3 separate regions of the Mus musculus genome follow, and all the other regions are linked to region 2. Evidence: chromatin contacts called from public HiChIP or PLAC-seq data. All regions are on one chromosome and are shown on one strand. Each heading gives the region's core, a stretch centred on a gene start, on an enhancer-like site or on the middle of the called end of the contact. The rest is flanking DNA. Distances are from core to core; before and after follow the strand shown. Region 1 has its middle 11 kb from the start of 4930526H09Rik. Region 2 has its middle 23 kb from the start of Plk2. Region 3 has its middle 51 kb from the start of Gm33172.

What was found. HiChIP or PLAC-seq counts read pairs in DNA pulled down with a chosen protein or histone mark.
Region 1: a contact with region 2 is called in a CTCF HiChIP or PLAC-seq map of the NIH/3T3 cell line, with 11 read pairs. The contact joins two enhancer-like sites. A contact is called at or near these places in 1 of 15 datasets of contacts at CTCF or cohesin (the NIH/3T3 cell line), 5 of 484 Hi-C or Micro-C datasets (bone marrow-derived macrophages, cerebral cortex and embryonic fibroblasts) and 3 of 115 datasets of contacts at active chromatin or transcription factors (bone marrow-derived macrophages, embryonic basal ganglia and pancreatic cancer cells).
Region 3: a CTCF HiChIP or PLAC-seq map of the NIH/3T3 cell line shows a contact between it and region 2, with 7 read pairs. The contact joins two enhancer-like sites. A contact is called at or near these places in 1 of 15 datasets of contacts at CTCF or cohesin (the NIH/3T3 cell line), 4 of 484 Hi-C or Micro-C datasets (the AML12 cell line, adipose-derived mesenchymal stem cells, embryonic fibroblasts and 1 more) and 2 of 115 datasets of contacts at active chromatin or transcription factors (bone marrow-derived macrophages and pancreatic cancer cells).

What each region holds. Positions count from the first base shown.
Region 1 is chr13:110,912,235-110,916,590 of GRCm38.p6, reverse strand. No RefSeq gene overlaps it. Among named protein-coding and RNA genes, the nearest start is that of 4930526H09Rik, 11 kb to the right of the region's middle. Within about 2 kb of position 2,645, at least 46 of the 459 cell types and tissues checked have an H3K27ac peak or open chromatin away from gene starts, as enhancers often do. A contact at or near this core is called in the NIH/3T3 cell line and pancreatic cancer cells, where this site is marked.
Region 2 is chr13:110,415,966-110,420,405 of GRCm38.p6, reverse strand. No RefSeq gene overlaps it. Among named protein-coding and RNA genes, the nearest start is that of Plk2, 23 kb to the right of the region's middle. Within about 2 kb of position 1,560, at least 30 of the 459 cell types and tissues checked have an H3K27ac peak or open chromatin away from gene starts, as enhancers often do. A contact at or near this core is called in the NIH/3T3 cell line and pancreatic cancer cells, where this site is marked.
Region 3 is chr13:110,732,913-110,737,499 of GRCm38.p6, reverse strand. No RefSeq gene overlaps it. Among named protein-coding and RNA genes, the nearest start is that of Gm33172, 51 kb to the right of the region's middle. Within about 2 kb of position 1,714, at least 28 of the 459 cell types and tissues checked have an H3K27ac peak or open chromatin away from gene starts, as enhancers often do. A contact at or near this core is called in the NIH/3T3 cell line and pancreatic cancer cells, where this site is marked.

The DNA of each region.
Region 1 (4,356 bases), core at 1,396-3,895, 500 kb before region 2:
ATCCATAGTAAAATAAAACTGAGCCTAAGGACACTCACCATCAGAAGAGACAACACATCTGCCTGAAGCATTAGGCAGTACCTGTGATATTTCACTCATTCACTCTCACCGAATGCTCTGGTCATTAGCGTCACCCAGGGGACATGTGGAGAACCTCTGATCATGTAGGTGAAGAACTTTGGAGCCGAAACATATTTGAATGATTAAAATAAAGGACTCAACAGACCCAGAGAAAAATAAGAACCAGTAAAATGTACTGAGAAATTACAAATAATCAGGAGAGGTTCTGATAAGTTGTGTTCCTAGTTTCCTATCCACAAAATACTAGTCTTTTATTTTCTTTTAGGTATAATTATAATTATTATTATTAATAGAAAAATGAGTTTTTCAAGTACTTATCATTTTATCTCAAAAATAAAAATGTTTGGTCAAGGTCAGTGGTAGATTTTATATATGATTTGGCATTCCTTTGGGGCACAATAGCAAGCTATACCTGAGAATGAACTATGATCTGTAAAGATTCAAAATCCCTGGAAAAGAACAGGGAGAATCCACCATGTTTTCATTGTTTGCCATCTAAAATAGTTTGACAGTTTCATGGATACAAAGACAGCGCAAGTGCCACCTGAGTGGCTGGTTTCTCTGCAGACTTGTTAAAGCAATAGCCCTTTTATTATCCCTGTGTGAGGAGATGCTATGAGCAATGGTTCTGTGTTGTCTATGATTTTCTTTGAAAAACAAAACATTTCAAAGCATTGGTATTGGTTACTCTGTCTGTGTAGTATGTATGTATGTATGTATGTATGTATGTATGTATGTTAGGGTTAGCTTCAATCTATACTATACTTAGGGTATACTTAGGGTTGACGCCTTAGTTGAAATATAAATTTGATGCCATATTAATTTTCTAAGGGAGTTCTAAACAAATCATTGCAGGCTAGGTGAATCAAAATGGCAAAAAGTTATCCTCTCTTGGCTCTGCAGGCTGTAAATATAAAATTGAGGTGTTACCAGGGTAGATTCATTCTAAATTATCTGAAGGAATATATTTCCTGCCTTTTCTAGCTCTGGTGGAGGCTAGCAGCCCTTGATTCATGATGTACATCTCGGTTCTCAGACTCAGCATATTCTTCTTTCTCTTTGTCTGTGTGCTCTACAGTTGAGACTTGAAGTGCTCCCAATGTCTGTCTGTTAACATTTGGGTGCTTTCCTGCCAAGCTGTTGGGAACTGGTGGAAACCCTAAGGGGTTGAGCTTAGTGGAAAGCATTTACATTCTTGTGGGTGTGATGGAAGGGAACATTGGGAACCCCAGATTTTTCCTACCTACATGTTCCTCTATTGTCATGAGATGAAGAGGCCATCTCTGCCATATGCCTCCCCTGTGACACACCACACACATGTTATTGTGAGTCCAAAACAACTATGAATGAATCTATATATTTCCTCCTTGAAGTTGATTTAGGGTAGGGTTTTAATCCAACATCCATTTTCATCAAATTATTTAAATAATTCTACTTCCAAGATAAGGTCACATTTCCATGTTCCTGGTGAGTGAATTTTTGAGGGAGACATTCTTTAACGCAGTCATAAACAATATCTAACTAAAGTTTCTACCAAAGAACTAACTATTGGATGAATATTGTGTGAGCAGATGAATTTCAGAGTTGTAAGGAGTTAGAAATAGATTGTGGCATCAGGGGTTCTTATGTAAATCTCTAATACTGGTACTCAGGAGGCTGAGGCAGGAGGATCATGAATTCCAAGCTAGCTTGGGCTACATAGGGAGAACTTATATCAAAACAAAATATATTTTATTTGCTAAATTAATACATTAGACTGATTTGAAATATTAAAAACATAATTTGTGTTCTTAGAGAAACGTCTGAGGGGCGGTGGGTACTTAGCTTTCATTCTTCAGCATGCTTCCCAGAAGGACCTTGATTGGAAAATCAGTTGACTTATTTGCCTGAATTTCCTAAGTACTGTCTCTAAAACACTTTTGCGTGGGTATAGAGGGACCTTTCCATATATGGTAGCTAAGCAACCCACATTTTCAGATAACTGGAAGTGTTAGCATATAAAATTTACAGAGTTATGATTTGGGTAACTGCTTAATAATAAGTGTATACATGCTACAATTAATTTTAAACACTGTAGGACATTGTTCTAGGACTTATATACTACAGAGGACTTAAAGATCTTTCGAGTCAAAATTGGCTGAAGGTAATTCAAAGCACATATCAGCTGACAGTTTTTTTTTTAATATTACAAATCATAGGGCCAGAGAGATGGCTTAGCAGCTAAAGATGCTTGCTAGCAAGTCTAACAATCTAAAGTTGATTCCCCAGGAATCATACAATGTGAAGAGAGAACAGACTCCATCAAATTATTCTACTCTTCTGTGGGGTGGCCACCACTCTTATCCTCTTTTGTTAGTTTATTCATATGAAATAACACAACTCAGCACTTAGTTATTTTATGCCTTAAATCCTTGTATCCGTGAAGGTTTTTAAAAATGAAATGGGTTTGGCTACATTGGAACTCTTCACCTGGGACTTTCCATATGAGTCTTTCTCCATCCTCTGCAATGGTAAGATTGTTCTGTGGCTGACTCGTGTGTCTGGAATTCTCTCCCTCACACATTCCACCAGGGCCTCCATTTTCTGGCATTCAGTGCCGGGTGCCAGGCATCTGTTGATTTGGCTTGCGTTTCATATGAACCTTTACTGTTTGGCTGAGATTTATGTCTCAGAGAGGGTTACTCATCACAAGTCACCAGCTTTGCTGCACAGTGTGTGTGGTTGTTGATAAAAATTTTCTTTAACGGGACATGCTATCTGAATTGTTCAAATGCACTCTTCAGTCCGTTCATGCTGTTTCCTGGCTATACATTTCAACAAACAAGAAAGATATAGGCCTATGGTGCTGGTACCCTGCTTATGGTCTGTTCTGAGCATCACTGAAAAATTGTAGTAATGGCAAGTGTGTGTGTGTGTGGGGGGGGGATCATTATAACAGCAGCACGAATTCAAGTGTGGGAGGAGAAAGAATCTGTGCAGATCTCTCCCTTAATCTAATTAGTCTTGATGATAGCATGGAGGAGAGAGGTGAGGGTTAGAAAACTCAAAAAGAACTCTGTGGACAGAATAATAACAAAACTAAAATGTGTTCGTTTTTCTCAAAGGGGATAGTTGCTAGTTTCTGCTGTGGAAATTCTGAATAAGTATATGTGTTCTCATGTGTCACATTTTCCAAGAATAAACACAGCACGGATCATGCTACTAGGTCAGTAGTATGGCTGCAGAGTAGACAGGGCATGAAAGGTAATATGAGCATCTGTTCGATAGAGACAGCAAAGACTATTTTAAGGGTCCCCAATGAAGGAGCTAGAAAAAGTACCCAAGGTGCTGAAGGGGTTTGCAGCCCCATAGGAGGAACAACAACATGAACTAATCAGTACCCCCAGAGCTCCCAGGGATTAAACTACCAACCAAAGAGCACACATGGTGGAACTCATGGCTCCAGCTGCATATGTAGCAGAGGATGGCCTAGTCGGTCATCAATGGGAGAAGAGACCCTTCGCCCTGTGAAAGCTCTATGTCCCAGTATAGGGGAATGCCAGGGACAGGAAGCAGGAGTGGGGGGGGGGGGTTGGTGAGCAGGGGAAGGGGGAGGGAATAGTGGGTTTTCAGAGGGTAAACCAGGAAAGGGCATTTGAAACGTATATCAAGAAAATATCTAATAAAAAAGAAAAGAAAAAAATTATAAAGAATAATGGGAATGCTAATTAAGGGATGTATGTATAATTGATAATTATCATATATGCTAATTAATGTATTAGTACATATGTGTTTATATATTGTATGTAACTGGACATACACACATTAATTGGAACAACAGAAAAATGTGAGGTGGCTAAGGAGGAAGAGAAGAGTTACTCTGTCTCCTTTTCAATAAATAGGAATCTTTTAAAAGATTCTTACAATTAACCAGAAAAAAAAAAAGAATAAGAATTGATGGGGGCTGGAGAGATGGCTCAGTGGTTAAGAGCACTGACTGTTCTTCCAGAGTTCCTGAGTTCAATTCCCAGCAACCACATGGTGGTTCACAGCCATCTGTAATGGGATCCAAAGCTCTCTTCTGGTATGTCTGAAGACAGATACAGTGTGCTCATGTACATAAAATAAATAAATCTTTTAAAAAAAATGAGTTGCTCCTATTCATTCCATTTGCCTGTCACGTATTTTAGGGGAGTTTTAAAAATTGAACGTAATTCTCATATTTCATAAGTTGTAACACTGGAGCAGGTACCCGATTTCCCATTGATAACTCCTTTGTTCAGCTTCACTGTCTCC
Region 2 (4,440 bases), core at 311-2,810:
TCTTGAAGGCGAGAGAAAGCTGAGCCTGGCATTTCTAAGAGTAGGCAGATAGAAATGATAGAAACACGTTCTGAAGGTGTGCGTAGGGGGAGGGAGAGGTCAGAGAAGGCTGAAGGATGGCGACGCTCATATGAAGACTCTAAATTATCCTTGTTTCCCAGGGGGCTTGTGGGTGCTGGGCAGTGCCTGTGTGTGTGCTCTGTGTCCACAGAACTCAGTGCTGCATACATAGTGCACGAAGAAGACAAGGATGGGAACCTGAAAAGCCAGGATTTATACTGAAATCCAACACATTTGAAAAAGCTATATCTCAAGTGGAGTGTTGACTCATTCTTTCCAAGCAGATAGATGAATTACTGATATTTGAAATAATTTTGATGTTTCTGATTTCATAATGCATTTCCTGATCCTTTCCCTGGTCTTTATTATTTATCATATGCATATAATGAATTTTTTTTAACTTTGTAGACTAGACACGCCTCCTATCCACTGAAAAGGAAGCAAGGAGAGCTGTGTCATAGGAAAAGCTGCCTCAAGGCAAAACGAGCTCGATGCTATTACACATCTTATTCAGGCCTTACAGTAAGTGCAAGGAGTTAGTCATAGATTCCCGAATCTTACAGAAAGGCACACATATAATGAATGAAATTCCTTGGCTCCGGGTGATTAATGAGTAGATGTTTTCACAGCACTGATCCTCAGTCCTCTCTCTCTCCTTAGAGTGCATCATGCTGTCTGCTCAGCACTTCAAAGCTACCTATAGGAAGGGCCTGTGCCATCAAACATTATCTTTCCCTAGTTGTGAACCTTTGAGCTCCTCAGGGTGTCCATTTTAAATTAGACATTGGAGGAGAAACTAATTTTTTGTGAGGAAAACTTACATTAGATTCATCTTCCTTAACATTATGGAAGATAGAAAAATAAAGCCTGTGAAGAATTGCAAATCTGTGAGGAATGTGAGGCAGGGTCCTATAATATCCATAGTGAGCTTCTTGCACTATTTCCTTACACCAACACTGTTGAAGGCAGCCGCTGGAGTAACCGCATGACCACTCAGGACTCGTCCCTCTCTGGAACAATTAGCAACTTAGTACTGATATTATCCCCTCATACTGTCTCCAACTTCGTCTATGTTTCTAAAGTATAGCTACAATCCAGGAAACACTAAGCACTAACTAGTGGACTAGTTCCCTTTTAGAAGAGCCACACACAACAACAAAACAAACAAACAAAAGCACAAAAAGGTAGGAGGAGTTAAAAACCAGATAATATCAGTTCTAGCTGCTGACTTTTTCATGATTTTCTTGGTAGTCGTAGCATGGTAAACTGTCACCTTTTACCCAGTAGGATTTAGCAGCTGTCTCAGTGAAGAGTGTTTGCCCCACAGTTTTTTTTGAAAAAAGCTACATTTCCCAAAGTTCAACCACCTCTCAACTAAAACAGACGCACATGCCATGCTCTTACAAATGTAAAACACCACTTCTTTAAGAAGCCTCAAAGAGTTTGGCGTGCCAATCTGCAGAGCTGTGGTGCCAAACGGATCCAGTGATTCATCACCGATGATGTCAGAGCAGGTCCCAGGTCCTGCACCCACTGAGAAGTGGAGACTTCCCAATCCACTGTGGGAGTAGGAGATAAGATCGTCTTCTCTTTGGGTTAGGCAGAAGGCCATGGCCACAATGTTGCCAGTCAACCTCTGTAGAAATGTCAACATTTGCTTTTGATGCCTTTGTTTCACAGAAACATTCCAAGGACTTCTTTGAAGCCATTAAACAAGTCATTCCATTTTTATTTGTTTGATCCTTCCTTCTTTCTCTGTCTGAGTTGAGCTTTCAGTCATTACAGATGTCTATGCATGTAAAATAATATAGACTGAATAACAAAAATCAGCTACCTTGATACATTTGTTCATATGCAATGAATTAATATGTAATGAAACTTCATTAAGGACCGAGCACTGTTTTAACTTATACCTCCTATCTCCGTGTGGAGAGGAAATGGGTATTGACCAGTGGTTGCATTACAAGGTTACATGTGGAAGCTGCTGCATGTGTATAACAAAGTTGCAATAGCAATTCATAGAAGTAGCTGGCTGGGCAGATGCCTACATAATTCACCAAGAGCAAATATCTGATATTTAGTAATACATTAGAATATCTTTTATTTTTTTATTTTTTTATTTTTTTGTCTCTGGCATTTCTCTGTGTCTAATGGCATGGATAAGAAGGAGTTTCCTGTCCTTAAACTCCTTGCGTTAGAATTGGTCCATAACAGCATATACAAAATTTGGAAGCAAAGGCAATACAAAGTCACATGATTATCCCTTTGCCATTACCACGCCAGTGCATAAGCTCTCCAGAGAACAGCTGAAGACTTTTAATCCTTTATTTTGTACAACTTACAGCTGTGAACTTGGATGGTCTTCTCCTGTGGCTATTTGAACTTTCTGATTCTATGAATGTTAGTGGCAAGTCAAAGACTCACAGTATCTTTCTGTGACCTTCATTTCCTGCTGTTTTTCAACACTCTGACATTAGGTGTCCCTTCTCCCCTGGAAGCCCCGCATGTGACACTCTAGTTTAGTCTACTGTAGCCAGCAGGCTTTGGTAAGTTCAGAAGCAGAGTCACATGATGCTGCTGGTCTCTACAATAACCACCATCATCACCAGTATTTATAGAAAGCCTACAATTTGTATCATAGTATATTAATGTACTCCTCATTAAGATGAGGAAATCAATAAAAACAAACCCTGAGAAGGTTTTAAAAGATCTCTGAAATTCCAAACAGTAAAGTCAGAATTCAGGTGAACTAAAAGGGAGGCCGTTCTGATTGGTATTTTGGCTTTGGTATTTTGATGTGTGTGTGTGTGTGTGTGTGTGTGTGTGTGTGTGTGTGTGTAATAGAGGAGGGAAGGGAGTATTGTGTTCACATTTGTATGCATATTTTTATATGCTGATGCACAAGTGCACAAGCCAGAGGTTGGAGTCAAGTATCTATCTCCATGGTCCTCAGTCTTATTTTTTGAGACACAGTCTCTCACTGAACCCTAGCCCACTGGTTGCGACATCTGGTTAGCAGAAAGCTCCAGAAATCTGCCTTGTTTCTGTTCTCTAAGGCTTCGGTTGAATGCTTCCAGGTGATCTGACTCCAGAGGAGTCAGTGCATAATCAAGAAATATTTACTAAGTAACTCTTTCTAAGTGGCAAGTGTGTGGCCTCCCAGTTTTAAGAATTATTTTGGTGGACCTGGGATGTCTGACATTCATTCAAGAAAAGCAAAACAAAGCAAACAAAAACTTTTCTCTTTCGTGAGTCAGAGGCCATGACAGTGAGGTCGAGGCAAGGGTAGATTATCCTTTTTCATATGATCTAGGTTTCCTGGAGGGATGTACTAGACTTCTTCTTTAGCCAAAGTTATCAGGACAATGGATCCCAACTTTTTGTATTCTTCAGAACTTCCTGGTATTGCTTTTAATGTGTTTATAAGTTTCACACACACACACACACACACAGAGAGAGAGAGAGAGAGAGAGAGAGAGAGAGAGAGAGAGAGAGATTTAGCAACTGTGCAGTAAAGCTGGGAAATCTGGAGTTTTATTAAGTATCCAAAACACCTGTTAAAGATACAAAGGACACTTATCCTAATTATGATGGTCACACCTAGTGATTCAACAGACAGCAGAGACTGCCGGAAGCCTGTAGTCATTTCGTCCAGACAGTTGATACAACTACACTGTCACTTGATGATAATGCATATGTTGCCTCATAATGTATATGAACATACACAAGTGTCCATTTATTCAACAATTCGGAAACTATACAGGAAAGTATTCAACGAAAATATGTTAGCTCTCTATATATAAATATTAAAATCTCCACAACTATAGTCTGCATGACTATTTGTCAGTTTTGTGAGGCTGAACACACTCCTATGTCTTTATAACCAATTCTTCAAATGCATTTCAATCCAGTTAATAGATATTACTGCAAAAATGAAATACATTTACATATGTTAAATACTTAGATGAGGACTTGACATTTGGTAAGCCCTTGATAAGCTGTATATATTGCTGGTTTTATATTGTTAGCTAAACATCATGATTAATTCATTGGGAAGGATAAAAAATGATAAGCTAGATAAACAGGATGGTTTGGGCATGAAAGAAGTATTGGGTTGTTAATCATGGAGATGATCAACACTCACTTCGAACACCAGGTGCACCCTGACTCAGCTGCACTACGTCCACCTCATCATTTCTGCTCAAAACCACCCGCAGCCAGGAGACAGCGGTGCTCTTGGCTTAGTCCTGCTTTCTCAAAGCTTGGCAAACTTGTAAAACTGCCAGTCGACTCAACAAGTAGAAGCATTATAACCTCTTGTGGATCGATATTTAAGGATTGGATTTCATTATTTAATTGATACTGAATGTCGAACCCCAT
Region 3 (4,587 bases), core at 465-2,964, 320 kb before region 2:
GGTTCGTTGCCCCAGAATAGAGGAATGCCAGGGCATGAAGGCAGGAGTGGGTGAGTGGGTAGGGGAGCACCCTCATAGAGGAAGGGGGAGGGGAAGGAGATGGGGGTTTCCAGAGGGGAGACCTGGAAAGGGGATAACATTTGAAATGTAAATAAAGAAAATATCCAATAAAAATATGGATAAAATATGGATAAAAATAAATGTGCTTTTAAAAAGGAAATCTAAATAATACATAGATCAAGAAAACATCTTGAAATATTTTGAATTGAGAGATGGCTCGGTGGTTAGGTGAATGAGTGCTGCTCTTAGATAAGACCCATGTTTGGTTCTCAGCACCCCAGTCAGATGGCTCATAGCCCCATCTGACTACAGCTCCAGGGAAAATGCTACTCTCTTTTGGCTTCTAAGAATATCTGAACTCAAGTGCACACTCACTCACAGACATGCAAACATACAAGTAACAAAAAATACTTTTAAAAACTAAAAAAATACCTTAAATTGAATAACAATGAGAGCATATTTAAAAATTTTTAAGTTGTGGAATATTATTAAACCCATATTAAGTACCTTTCTTTAACATTTGGTTTTATGTGTGTGTGTGTGTGTGTGTGTGTGTGTGTGAGAGAGAGAGAGAGAGAGAGAGAGAGAGAGAGAGAGACAGAGACAGAGACAGAGACAGAGACAGAGACAAAGAGAGACAGAGAGAGACAGAGAGAGACAGAGAGACAGAGAGACAGAGAGAGCGCTGTGTGTATGCAGGGACTAACAAGGGCCAGAAGAGGGTGATAGATTCACTGGAGCCTGAGCTACAGATGACTGTGAGAAGCCTGATGTGTATGTGGAGAACTGAATTCAAGTTCTCTACAAGGGCAAAAAGCACTTTTAAGAGCAAGGGCATCTCTTTACCTACATAAATTTCTTTATATAGTCAAATACACACACACACACACACACACACACACACACACACACACACATATATATATATATATATATATATATATATATATATATATATATATATAATATCCAATAAAAATATGGATAAAGTATGGATAAAAAATAAATGTGCTTTTAAAAAAAGAAATCTAAATAATCCATAGATCAAGAAAACATTTTGAAATATTTTGAATTGAGATATATGTGTGTATGTGTGTGTGTGTACTTGTACATATTTATGAAATATAACTACTATTCAAAGCTTAAAACAAATAACATCCCATGAAATTTCTTCCTAAGTATTTGATGCCAATGTGATTAGTATTTTCCTTCCAAGGTAATATTATAATTCTTTATTATTGTTACACAGACATGACCTCTGCAAGAATGTTATCCAGTGAGTTTTGAGAGTCATAGTTTTATTGAGAAATTTAAAAACTGCTTCTTCTACCCACCACGAGATCAAATATTGTTATTTCAGAAGAAAATCAATTACTGAGTTTCTCTGGGTGAAGGGAACATATCTCTTGCTGGTGACATTTACTTAGAGGTAGAGTTCAATTCTGAGTTCATTAAACTGCAGGCCCCGCTAATTTTTCTTGTGAGGCATGTGAGGTGAGAGAACAGGCTGTATTGTCTACCATATTTGCAGCAATGATTCTGTGGATGGTAAGTACGTTTAAGTAATTCTGCTTCAGGGCTCTGTGGTTAGACTTATAGAACGTTACTCATTTGGCAACAATGCTCAGTAGAGGATCTTAGTCACCAATGCCAGGACAAGGGACAGGGCTGAAATCCTCAAGGATGCCTAATGTCGCACATAGTCCTGTAAGCCAGTAGTGCTCATGCTGTGTACACAGTCAACCCTCACAGTTCAGAACACACCAAGTATCGTTCTGCCTGGCAACTTGCCAACCTTCTCAGAGTTTTCTAAAATCAGAGCAAAGAGAAATACGGAATGAAGATGTCAGACTAATTCCCACTTTGATTAACTTCACATGTCACTGGACTTCATTTCTTCTTTTTTATTGCATTCCTGTGTGTGTGTGTGTGTGTGTGTGTGTGTGTGTGTGTGTGTGTGTGTGTGTGTGAGAGAGAGAGAGAGAGAGAGAGAGAGAGCAGAGAACAGTGTGGATCTGCTGACCACAATGTACCTCTAGTTTTGTGGCAAACACCTTCATCTAGTAGTCCATCTGTTAGACCCTGTGCCTTCATTTCTGTCATGTTGTGTTGAAAAGATTTTTAAAAGAGAAGTATTTTTACACATCTGTAGCTCAGATTTGAAAGGGAGCAAAGAGGAGTATATTATATAATTGGGTTTGAAGGGAAGAAAAAGAAGAGAAAATGTTATCATTATGTTAAATCTCAAAAATAAAATAAATTTTAGACAAGAAAATAACTACCAAAATACTTGAGTAAGCAAAGATATAAGAAGCCGAGAATTATCCTAATTTAACATTCCCTTTCTTCAACCTTAAAACATTACACTATGTTTAGAAGTTGGAAATTATAGAATTGTAGACATCACTACAATTTATATAGAAAAGAAGCAAGAAGAAAAAATTTTGAGTTATTGGGTGGTCAGGGGGAGTTAAGAAAACTTTAGTAAAATGTCAATGAGATGATTATATCTGGGCTTTTTGAAATATACTGTTAGTTTCACTTGGGCCATATTTTTATCTCCTCACAATGCTGAGTTTCCCCACATGCTGTTGGGTTGATAATTGAAAACACTGCTAAAAGATAATCACATATCATCCCAGAAGTTGCTGAGTTAAGGCTTCCTTGAAATAACTTGAAAATAATCTCTGGAGGCACATGTTATTTATTATTATTTAATAAAACATAATAAAAACTGGCAGATGTGTGTGTTGACCTGAACACAACTTCACAAGGTAGGCCAGAAATGATGTAACTAGTCTAGTCACTGAAATTTTTCCTATTTTCATATGTTTTGCTATTTTACACACCCTACAGTTGCTGGGACTCAGAATTGATAGATGGCACCCCCCCCCCCCAATTCTGTGTTCTATGTCTCTAAAACCAAGAGTGTTTTTGCTTACAGAATACTGGCCATTTGTGCTCTTGGATGCAGGCAAGACTCTCCTTGTTCTGTGTTTTACATTTCCTTTTCAAAGTGAAAACGCCAATAACACAACTAACAAGATTTCCTAAAAAGGTCTCCTTAGAACAAAAGGAATAAAATGCATCTTTGGTGTATTTATAAAGTAGCAACTGAATAACAGTAACAACTAGTGCAGCACCAAGTCTATATTGCAACTTACAGTAGCATTTCTTACAGTAGCTACTTTAACATCACCAGGGCAACAAGGTATATGTCATTCCCAAGAAGTCAACCACAGGGAAAGGCCGTGGAAAAAGAAGGCAAGAGGAGCAGACGTGTGTGGTAAGACAGACTTAATGGCCCACTCCCCTCTGCAGCGGGTCATGACCCCTTTGATAAGCCTCTAGACCTAAAAATATTTACATTACAATTTTTAACAGCAAAATCACTATTAAGAAGTAGGAACGAAAATAATTTTATGCTTGGGGGTTGCCACAACACAAGAACTGTGTTAAAGGGTTACAGCATTAACAAGGCTGAGAAGTACCGCTCTCACGTGTATCCAAGTCTGCCGATTGCAGTGACAGGTCTTAGTGAATGCTGCTTCTCTTCATACTCTGCCTTCTCTCCCCTTCTGGAATCCATCTCCGTGAACTCACAGCTTCACATGCCTTCAGTTCTGGAGACCTCCATTCCCTAAATACCATGGGCATAGTCATGATCCGATGAATGCTCAAAACTCGGGGGCAGAATTATAAAAACCATAGACCAAAGATGTAAATTCTCAGGATCATATGTTTTTCATGAGTGATAATTCCTGGGAGTGGGCCAAGAGATGACTTTAATTTTTTTTCTAGTGATTCTTACACATAGCCATTAAGGAATCATATTCTCTCCTAGAATTCTCTCCAGGAATTGGAACTAAGCCAGAATCAGAAGTAGAGTGGAGGCCATTTTTCTCTAATCACTCTTATTTTTTTATTTTTGAAAGTAAAGAGTTGAAGTCTATTAATTTTTAACAAGGGCACACCCTCAGTTTAAAGAGTGTTTTTCTACCAGGATTATAAAATCTGACCAGGACATTTAGAGGAACCCATGTAATGGAATATATACAAATAACTGAATTATTAATTTTCAAATACATTCAAATTTATTATATATGCACAGTATTGAATTGGGGATCTTTCTGTTATGTTCATCTATTCAGAAGCAAATCAGTCAAGTCAAATCCTGACCCATGGGGAGAAACTGAAAAGTGTTGATTGAATGAAATAGTCTCTTAACCTCTTGGGATCAATATTATGGTCCTGAATTATCATTGTTCTCAAAATATAAAAAGCTTAGTAAATTAAATAGTTTTGTTAATCTATAAAAGCTATCTGCAGAGTTTCCCATCCTTTGTACTGGTAAGCATTGCGGCAGTTACCTCTAAAACTGAGAGATTCTGGTATGAAACATAAATTAAAATCAGTGTGGTTTGTTGGAATTATTCTGCAATACTACAACTTTTCTGAGAACAAGGGAGCAAAGACTCTTAGAAGACAGCTTTCAAGGCTTGAGTGATGTGGTTCACTGGGCTTTGC